3 separate regions of the Hordeum vulgare genome follow, and all the other regions are linked to region 1. Evidence: chromatin contacts called from public Hi-C data. All regions are on one chromosome and are shown on one strand. Each heading gives the region's core, a stretch centred on a gene start, on an enhancer-like site or on the middle of the called end of the contact. The rest is flanking DNA. Distances are from core to core; before and after follow the strand shown.

Evidence for each region. Hi-C and Micro-C count contacts between places; a contact is called where the count stands out from the background.
Region 2: a Hi-C map of leaf shows a contact between it and region 1, with 3 times the contacts expected there. The contact joins the promoter of LOC123444167 here to the promoter of LOC123444166 in region 1. A contact is called at or near these places in 2 of 6 Hi-C or Micro-C datasets (leaf and seedling) and 1 of 1 datasets of contacts at active chromatin or transcription factors (embryo).
Region 3: a contact with region 1 is called in a Hi-C map of seedling, with 4 times the contacts expected there. The contact joins the enhancer-like site here to the promoter of LOC123444166 in region 1. A contact is called at or near these places in 3 of 6 Hi-C or Micro-C datasets (leaf and seedling) and 1 of 1 datasets of contacts at active chromatin or transcription factors (embryo).

Annotation. Positions count from the first base shown.
Region 1 is chr3H:444,428,267-444,431,598 of MorexV3_pseudomolecules_assembly, reverse strand. LOC123444166 (serine/arginine-rich-splicing factor SR34-like) reads right to left here and starts at 1,905. Exons shown (of 14, transcript XM_045120802.1): 1 at 1,881-1,905; 2 at 597-688; 3 at 196-261; 4 at 1-37. The coding sequence starts at 683.
Region 2 is chr3H:444,712,494-444,715,778 of MorexV3_pseudomolecules_assembly, reverse strand. LOC123444167 (AP2/ERF and B3 domain-containing protein Os01g0693400-like) reads right to left here and starts at 1,572. Exons shown (of 1, transcript XM_045120804.1): 1 at 35-1,572. The coding sequence starts at 1,499. The coding sequence ends at 357.
Region 3 is chr3H:444,857,417-444,860,671 of MorexV3_pseudomolecules_assembly, reverse strand. No RefSeq gene overlaps it. Among protein-coding and RNA genes, the nearest start is that of LOC123444167, 140 kb to the right of the region's middle. Within about 2 kb of position 1,266, at least 2 of the 3 cell types and tissues checked have open chromatin away from gene starts, as enhancers often do. A contact at or near this core is called in seedling, where this site is marked.

The sequences.
Region 1 (3,332 bases), core at 656-3,155:
CATAAATTGCGTCATCAGCATCACGAGGATCCTCAAACTAAAAAAGGATCATTAGTTTTATCAAACCAAATATGATACACCTCATTAAGAGCCTATATTTAATGCCAAAACAATAACAATAAGACTATCACAAATTCTGAGTATAAGTCTCATAAAACAGTGAAATATTCTACATGACCATGACAGAATACTGACCTCGACAAAAGCATAACCAGGAGGCCTTGGAGGAATCTTCAAGTCAATATCGACAATACGGCCATACTGCATAATGATACATAAATTTAAGGCATGAATAGATCCATTTTAATTCCTTACAATGACATGTACATGAGCTGCAACCTGTACCATACTAGTTTCCTTACTATGTACAACTTACACTGAAAACATGGCCAGGAACTTCATCAGTTTGCGCTATAGTCAATTATCTTACTCCCTCTGTCTACTTTTATAAGACGTTTGAGATGGTTCAGACAGTGTCTAAAACAGTTCAAAACAAGCTGTATAAAACGTCTTATAAAAACGAACAGAGGGAGTACATAATTGCCAAAGCCACAATGAAAGTTATTGCAAGAATCATTACACAATTGAATATTTACCTTGTAAAAGAGATCCTCAACCTCCCTCTCACGAATGTCCCCAGGGAGATTGCCGACATAAATGGTGCAGCTGTTGCGCCTGCCCATTGTTTCTGCAGTGAAGAAAATAAAGGTCATAAAGCCTAAATGAATTTTTAGATGAAAAGGTGCAGCACACTTCTAATTTTTTATGCAAAACATACTAGCTCGAATGGTGCAGATAAACATTAGAAGCACAAAATGGTATAGCAATCCGGTGCACGTAGTTCCGCTTGCACAGGGTCCGGGGAAGGGTCCGACCACTTTGAGTCTATTGTACACAATCTTTCCCTACATTTCTGCAAGAGGTTGTTTCCAAGAATTGAATCCGTGGCCTCCTCATGGAAGGAGGTCACAAGGCAACATAAGAAAATAAAATTGCCGCCACAAGTCATCAGCAGGAAAGAAGAGCAGGAAGACAGATTTCATATTCTTGTATGTCTACTATATTACTCCATTTGTTCACAGATATAAGATGTTTTGGATATTTCAATATGGATTACACAGACTGAAATGACTGAACAAACACACCAGAACATGTCTATAATTCCATATACATCCGATTCAGATTTTTTTTAGAACATCTTATTATACTACCTCTGTTCCAAAAACAACTAAAACCACGACACTTATTTTTGGAACGGAGGGAGTATTTGTGAACAGATGGAGTATATGTGTACCATATCTTCTCGATTTAACTACAGAATAGCTAATACAGCTATCAGATTGGGGCCTTAGCTTCCGTCGTCTATCTTCTCACTATGTAGGAATTAGTGGTGAAAACTTCGCAATTGTTCAACAGACTCTGGACAGTTGTCCAGAACACCTTACAACCTAAACCAAATCTTACATGAGCATGAACCCTAAACAGATCTCAATGGTCATTACTAGGAGGAAAATTATCCAATCTTCGGTGGCACGCAACCACGCACTACCAAGGTTTTCTCTGGTCGAGAATAAGATTTCACGGTATCTGTCGCGTAGATGGGAGTCCGGAACAGAAACGCTGGATACAATCAGCCCCGCATCGCGATTCACGAAAGGGGTAAAATCTATCCGTGCTTGCGGCACAAAACAAAAGAAAGTGGAAGGAGGACGAACCTTGCCACCAGCCCACCACCTGTGGAACAACGAGAAAAGTTACCGATGGATTCGGGCGGGGCCAAGCGCGGCGGAGACGGGAGAGACTGGCGGAGAACCCAACTGGCTGGAGGCGATCGAAGAAATCAAGATGGATAAATGTTCCGAGGTTTTCGGCTGAAGTACCTGCGGGGCAGAGAGGTGGGGGCGGCGGGTCGAGAAGCTTCGGGACTCCGCAGGCGACGCCGCGTGGAAAGCTCACTAGGCCAAAAGTACGGTCAAATTTTGTGTTACAACAAACAAAATGCAGTTTCGACCCACGTTTGAAAAAATTAACAAAACTGATCTCTTTCCGTGACGTCAAGACTTCTGGGTTGCATTAGAGACGCTAGGGACCCTGACGTCTGGCTGGGCTCAGTCGGTCAGCTCTGCCGTTGACCAGATGACGTGGCAAAGGGGCCAGACACCAGGGTCCCTGACGTCTGCCCCAGGACCAGACGCGAGGGTCCTTGGCGTCTCATAAATCCAATTTAGTGCAAACCTACTTGTGTCTGTTGTAACCAGGGTCTGGCGTCTCATATGTCCAATTTAGTGCAAACCTACTGGTTTTTATTGTGCGCACCGAGACGCCACGGACCCTGGCGTCTGGTCCTGACCACATATGACCAGACTCCAGGGACTCTGACGTCTGGGTGCTGAACCCAACTAGACTATGTGGTGGACTGTTGGTGTGGGTCCCACCACACTCACTTTCCCCTACCATCCACTCCGAGGTTGCTGCTTCATTTCTGCTCTCCTCCTATCTCCTTCCCCTCAAGACCCCTGTTGAATCCGAGCAAGAAGGTGATTTCCTAACATAAATCTGTCCATAAACTTTGCTCCTTGTAGTATTCCCCTCCGATTCATCCATTTTTTTTTTGTTAAACCTCCTTATTATGATACATTTTGTACATCTTACATTTTTTACATCTTAGAAAAACCCTAGCTAAATTTAGTGTGTATTGAGTAGTCATTTTCTGAAATACAAGATGAGACCGTTCATTTACGTTGAGGCGGCGACGAAGCGTGAACGTAAATTTATTGAGGAAAAAATAACCTACTGGGTGGCAGTCGATGATGCGTTGAATGCGGCGTGTAGAGCCTTTTCAAACTACTGTTTTTATAAAGACGTTGCCAAAAGAATAATCGACAAAAAAGAGAGCGAGATCAAGAAGTTGAAGAAGAAGGAAAAAGATTGTCGGCGTGATCTTGCAATGGAAGTTGCATTATGTGCAACAAGGTAAGAACATCAGCAGTTTAACATTCACAATCATGGTCAAGTCATTGATTGGTTAGTGAGGCAACCTTTTTCGCCACTTCCGAAGCAAGCTTCTCGTTGGGCATGGGTCAAAGAAAAATATGATGTCATTTGCTGCAATCCTCGACCTAACGCCAATGAGCCTATGTAATCTTTGTCATTTGAAACTACAATGACATGTATCCATCAGCCTGTTATGTAATATTTATCATTTGAACTATGTAATCCTTATCATTTGAACTATGTAATCTTTATTATTTGAACTATAAAATCTTTATGATTTGAACTATGTAATCGTTATCATTTGAATTATGTAATCTTTATAACATAACAGGTGCACT
Region 2 (3,285 bases), core at 323-2,822, 280 kb before region 1:
AGGTCCAAGGTCAAAATGCCAAATATCTAGATACTTCTAGTGCCAAATAGGATATGTTCAATTTGACGAGGAAACTGATGAGCTAGGCTACATTCAAAATGTTATTATCATCTCTTGCTCTTCGTCGTCGTCCGTTGAACGATCTAATCTAGCATCCTTCTACGGCTTCCTTAATTAGTATACATCTTTTGGGAGGATAAGATTTACAGTACATCAGAGCATGCAAGAACATGACAAATAAACAAACCAAGTTGATAAGAACAAGGGACTAATTAGGCTAGCTCTACCACCTGAATTATGCGAGCCAAAACCGCCGCCTAGCTGGAGAGAGAGAGATCAAGCTAATAGTAACAACTCTACGCTAGCGCCAGCTCTATGCATTGCTTCTTGAACGCCACTTTCGGAGGCGGCGGCTTCACCAAGTCTCTGGCCCTCTTGCACCCGCCCGGCATGCCCTGCTCCGGCGCCGCGAGAAGATCGACGCCGAAGAGTCTCACGGCCTTCTGCACGGGCGCCGACGACTGGTCCACGGGGTCTGCTTCGGCGGCGGTGTTGGTGTTCGGCCGCAGCCTGCAGTCAATGAAGAACTTGCTGTCTTCGCCGGTCCTCCCGGCGGCGGAGCGGTAGAACCCGACGACGTCTCCGGCGCCGAGGCCCTTCTCCTTCACGAAGCGGCTCCAGCCCTTGGTGAGGACGTAGCTCTGGCTGCTGTTCCAGTACGAGTAGCGGAACCGCCACACCTTGCCCGCATCGTCCTCGAAGTTGAGGAGCAGGCCCTTGCTCTCGCCGCCGCCGGCCGGGAGCTGCAGCGGGAAGTGCTTCTCGGCGTTCTGCTTCGGTATCACCAGCCTGTTCAGCTTGCCGACGTCGCTGGGCGTGACGGTCTTGTCGAAGAGGTGCTCGCGCACGGCGGCCGGGGAGGGCGGCGAGGCGCTGCCGCCGGCGTCGCCCGAGGTGGTGGGCGCGGAGAGCGCGGCCGACGCGGCGAAGGCGCGCTTGCTCTGGGCGAGCTCGTCGAAGTAGGTGTGCTTGCGGAGCATGTCGACGACCTCGGCCTTGGAGCGCGCGGCGAGGAAGCGGAGCTCGGCGGCGGCGTCGGGGTCGGCGTCCGCGAGCGGGCGGAAGTTGGTAACGGCGTCGCGGCCGCGGAAGCGCTGCGCGGCGACGTCGTAGGCGCGCGCGGCGTCGGCCTCCCCGGGGAACGTGCCAAGCCACACGCGCTGGTGCCGCTCGTAGATCTGCGCGCCCCACCGCCCGTTGGGCTGCGGCACCACGCCCTTGTACCTGGACGACGGCAGCTTCCCCGCACGGCCGCCGCCGGAGTCGGCCTCGGAGCCCGGCTCGGCCGCGTCGAGCACCGCGCTGGCGCCGCTGCCCACGCGCTCGATCGGCGCCGCGGCGGCCGCCGCGGCGGCCAAAGCCTTGAGCTTGTCCGTGGAGGCGCCGCCGCCGCCGCTGCTGGTGGTGGCGTCGTCCGCGAGGCAGCTCGTGCTGTCCATGTCAGTAGCGGCACACTGGTAGGAGTAGCTACGGGAGGGAGTATGGCTGCTGTGTCTTCTGTTGGTCGCTGAGGGAGGCGATGTGGTGGGATATATAGGATCCCGGCGGCAGGGTGGGTGTCGTGTATGGCATGGGTGGTACGGTGCCACACTGCCCACACCCCACCCATACCACGCTCCGCGTGGCTCGTGGTTTGCTACCTATATTTTCTTCTGCTGTTTCAATTTTTTCCCCTCGCTTTCCGGTGAGCGCAAACCATAAAAAAATGGCCGGTGCTGTGTTGGACTTTGCATTGACGTCACCCCCCGTGGGCTCAAGGGTCGATCGAGACATAGATACGTGGTCAGAGCGTGGCTCGCCGATGGGCTGGTGTGGGTGTGGGTCACTCTGCTCGTGGGTTGGCTCAACCGCTCAAGGGCTATGTAGCTGGATGATGAAGATAGACGTGTAGATAGATGGATAGATAGATCGTAGCATGGCCTTGGGATGGAAAAGATGGTTCTTGTTGCGGCTGATGCGAGCTGGCCGCCCCGTGGGTGCAGCTGTTTTGCCATGTCACGCCTCATCCCTCCTCTCCTTTCTATATTGCTTTGGATTTGTCCCTTTTTCAGATCAAGTTTGTGGCGGAATTATTGTTGCTTACGCAAGTGGATTGGGCTTATGCGTGTTTTCAGATAGATAGATAGATAACAGCCAAAAAAAAAAAGATAGATAGATAGATAGACGGGGAGATGCCGTGTGCTGGCTTGTCGCAGTGTGACATGGACTAGTGAGGAGCCTATTTCTGGAAGTCTTTGGATTGGACTGGCGATCTACAACCTCATCATCCACGGGAAAATTCTTAGCCAAGCCGGGGAAGGGCAAGGGAACGGTACAAACAAGAAACTAGCCAGAAACACCTATGCCATTGTCCGTCCATACGTGACAAGGACACGATCCGGATCCACCAGTCTCCAGATAGAAAAGTCCAGCGCTTGCTCGCCCGGGAGCACCACAGCGATCGTTGTAGATAACACACCACACACGCACTCTCTCGGTTTAATCTCATGGAGAGAACAACCACTAGTAGCCAAGCTATTCAGCCGCTGCCTGGAAGATGATAATGTTTTTTTGCTACGACAACAGTGGCTGTTAAGTCGGCGCACGGCACGCAAAAGCTGCGGACCGGCAAGTGGGCTTTAGAGTTTTCTTGGGTGCGCTGTGGCCGATCGATGGATAAATCTGGTCAGATTTGTTGCCGCGCGATCGATACGGCCGAGCTCGTCGCGCAAGTGGGCGGGCTACCGAACAGCGGTAGAGCAATTGCAGATTTGGAACGGCGACACTCGCTCGCGGCCACGGCTCGGGAATTTCCATTCCAGATGCAGTACTTGTGTACAGCTATGGTGTGTAGCTAAGCCGTGTGGGGGAAGATGAGTATGTATACTAGTAGTACTGTATATAGACGAGAAGAAATAAAAATACTAAAATGCAACGTGTGTACAGTTGCTATTTTTCTCTACCGGGGACTTTCATCCCTGCGTGTGTTTTCACGGTAAAACAGCTGAAATGCATGGCGTGACTGTTGCCAAGTTTCGGATAGCTGGTCACAGGGAGGCTTGTCTAGAAAATGGGAAGACTATGGGTAGAAGAAACTTCCACGAGTACGCTTGCGAAGGCTCTTCTCATTGGCTGTGTGGTTGAGTTGCTCAAGCTCGTCGGGTCATTGTCTTGGCGAAAAATATCTCATGGAACGGAATTAATTTCATGGAGAATTATAGTACTAGTAGTAGTATTGACCTACTG
Region 3 (3,255 bases), core at 17-2,516, 430 kb before region 1:
CTCACAGGTGAGACCTGATGGTCATTTAGTCGTACAATTATGATGTTTGTCTGTCCGTCACTACAAATGGCCCCACGTCATGCTGGCATGCCTAGTTAACAGTACATACGTATCTGGACGTGATTTGAACCGTATTTGAACCATACAACCAAGTTATAGAATCAGTTTGATGTATTTTTTAAGTTCAAGCACCAAAATGATCATCGATGGCAAGTTTAGGCACTACTAGTGTTATTACCTCTTATCCTTCGGTAGCGCGTGTGATACATTTGATGACGATATGGAAAGGGCTGCCTGTACTTTATACCCAGGCACCAAGGGGGTGCCCACCGGGAACATCACGTGTAGCAGGAGGAATGGATGGATGATGACCGTGTCATCATCATAATAACTCCTCCTCCTCCTCTTGGCACCTTTTTAACAGGCCGTGTACACGGACGGCTTCTCGTCCTTCTGTTAAGGCAGGCGTCGATCGGCACTTTCAACTTTGGACAAAGGTAGGGACTAAGCTGCAATAGGGAACGTGAGCGATGGCCACTGTGTCACTTGGAATTCGACTGCGTTTTCAGGACCAATTGTGTAACCACCCCGGACAATAAAATCGGTTCATAAATTTTAGGTTTTCAGTTCCGAACCTGTTTTCTTGTATCCAAGTGCGAAACACCCATGCTGCCGGGGAAGACCAAGGGAAAAAGAAAACGACCTCACAGACGCCGAGATCCGAGCCACGGTCATCCCTCCGGTCTCTCTTATCAATGAACATTTGCAGAAGCGCAGGGTTGTCGCGCCATGCATTGCAGCTTGCAGAGACTGCAAACAAGGGCGCATGTACGTATTAACTAAACCGGCTATAGCCCTGTTTGGTTTCAATAAGTCAGGTGATTTATAACCAGTGAAGTCACGTCTGTTTGGTTGTCATCTGACTTATAAGTCATTTTTTTATGTAAAAGTGAATGACTTATAAGTTTTAAGTTTGGGTGAAGCAACTTATGACTTATAAGTTAGGTTTGTTTGATAAAATAAATCACTTTTTGTATTTTTCAACTTATAAGTTGATGACTTATTTGAAATCAAACAAGGGCATAGTAAAGAAGAAGCACTTGCGCGTCTCCCATGCAGATCGATCGATCGATCACGAGTCCACGGTCGAGGAGGGAGCAACACGGCAACGTACTACTACTACTAGTACGTACCGACTACACCGCATGTGACCACTACGCGCTTGCACACCGTCGGCAGAGCCCAGCGCGTTGCCACTTGCCAGAGAGACTTGACGGATGATTTAACGTGCGGGAGGGGCAGAGAGCCCCGTGCGTGAGGTGCGTCTCCTTCCTTGGCTCTCTGCTCCGTGGTCATAAAAGTCAAGCTCGCCGCTCTGGATTTTTGTACTCCACCTGGGTGGCTGGGTTTGAGGTTGTGCCTTCGGCCCTCCTACTGCGTGTGTGAGACGGTGTGTCCTCCACTCCAAGGCACACGACACAGCACTTGCATGTGCGGTGCATGCCGCTGTGGCGATGAAGATGAACCAGCACGTCGGCGCTGCTTTCGCATTGGCCTCACGCGCGCGTGTCCTCGGCGGGAAACTTCCCGGAAGGGGCGGTGGGGACAGGGGGCGAGGTAAAGCCTGCCTGGCCGTTTTCACATTCCCGGTTCTTCCTGAGCTTGGATTGCAACAAAAGCCGCATCCCAGTTTCAACCATGGAGTAGTTGTAAATAAATATTTGTATTTTCGCTGAGCCACAGGAATCCTGCTGCTGCGATGCGAGCCCGCCGTAGCTCAACCAAACGTCGAACGCGAGCGCCGACGCCGAGCAGTGAATCATGAGGCCATGCCCCGTGACGGTCGCATCTTCAGTGTTTGTGTCCAAGCGTCGTGGCAACCGAGGAACGGCATCCTTCCCCGGTTTTCTAGCGTAGGCAGGCACTTCCGTCCTCTCACAAAAGCCTGTGACACACGTCTGCATGCGACTCCACCCCAGCCTCTCACATGGTCAAATACCCAACCAGACCGATGACCCACACTCGGCAACACGCAATCGAGCAGATGGGCGGGAGCGTCGGTGCAAACAGTGAGCATGCGTTCACAATTTCCCCGCAACAAATACATACTAGATGATGACTCGTGCGTTGCTGTAAAAAGTATAATAAACAAATGTATAAATAGGTGTTGAAAAATAAAAATTATTGCTAAAAAATATTAAGATTGCTCTCGTTTTACATTGTAAGAACGATAACTCATATAAAGCATCTGACAAAAGATGCGTAAAAAAGTGTAACATGATATACATATATTTGCTCTAAAGTATATACCTCTTATGTCTTAAGAAAATTAGTGAAACAATATGTAGATTAATGCACATACTATAACTTATGAACACATGCATGACTTGATGATGTGACATGGTTACATGAAGAAAAATAAATACTTATGACTAAATGCATGCCTTGATGATGTGACAAGGTCGCATGAGAAGGAAAAAAATAGATAATGAATACTTATGACTAAATGCATAACTTGATGATATAAGTAGTGGGTAACAACTATTTAAGAATAGAAGATATATATGCAATCTTGTTTGAAAACCTACTCCCTACTACTAGGCTCGGTGTACCTACTCCCTCCTACATGATATAGAAAACGGGGCTTAGTAATTCTTTTGAACGTAGATGGTTATTGATGAGTTGTAAGATGGTCTAAAAACATTATTCACATTACACATAGATATAGAAATGATATAATGAAATTGTAATTAGCTGCTATGAATAAATATAATGTATCTTAATGTAATGTATCCTATATTTTATTTTTTATAAAAACACATATAAATTTAACCGTGTCTTTTAAGTTGTAAGAGAGGGAGTATGCTGCGAGCTCTGGCGCCAACTCGATGCAGAAAAGGAGGAAAAAAGAGAGCTGTGACGGCAACAATATTAGTTGGCGATTTCGCAAAGAAAAAGAAAAAGTTGGCGAAGCGGCCGAGGAGCACGCCTTTATATCGGCAGTTTGCAGATTGTTATTGTTGTTGTCGACAAAGGAAAGCAGCACCCCTGGGCCTCATCTCCTCAAGAGCCGTGTACGCCGCGTCTCTCTCTCTCCCTCCCTGTCTATCCGTACGTGGCGCCCAGTGGAGTCAGCCAGCCGCTGACTCGGCCTGTCGCTGCTCGGCGGATCATCTATGCTTCCATCGTTTCTTGCATGTCAATACATATCTTTTGAGCATATTTTTTGTTGAGAAATTTCATGTACTTATTGTG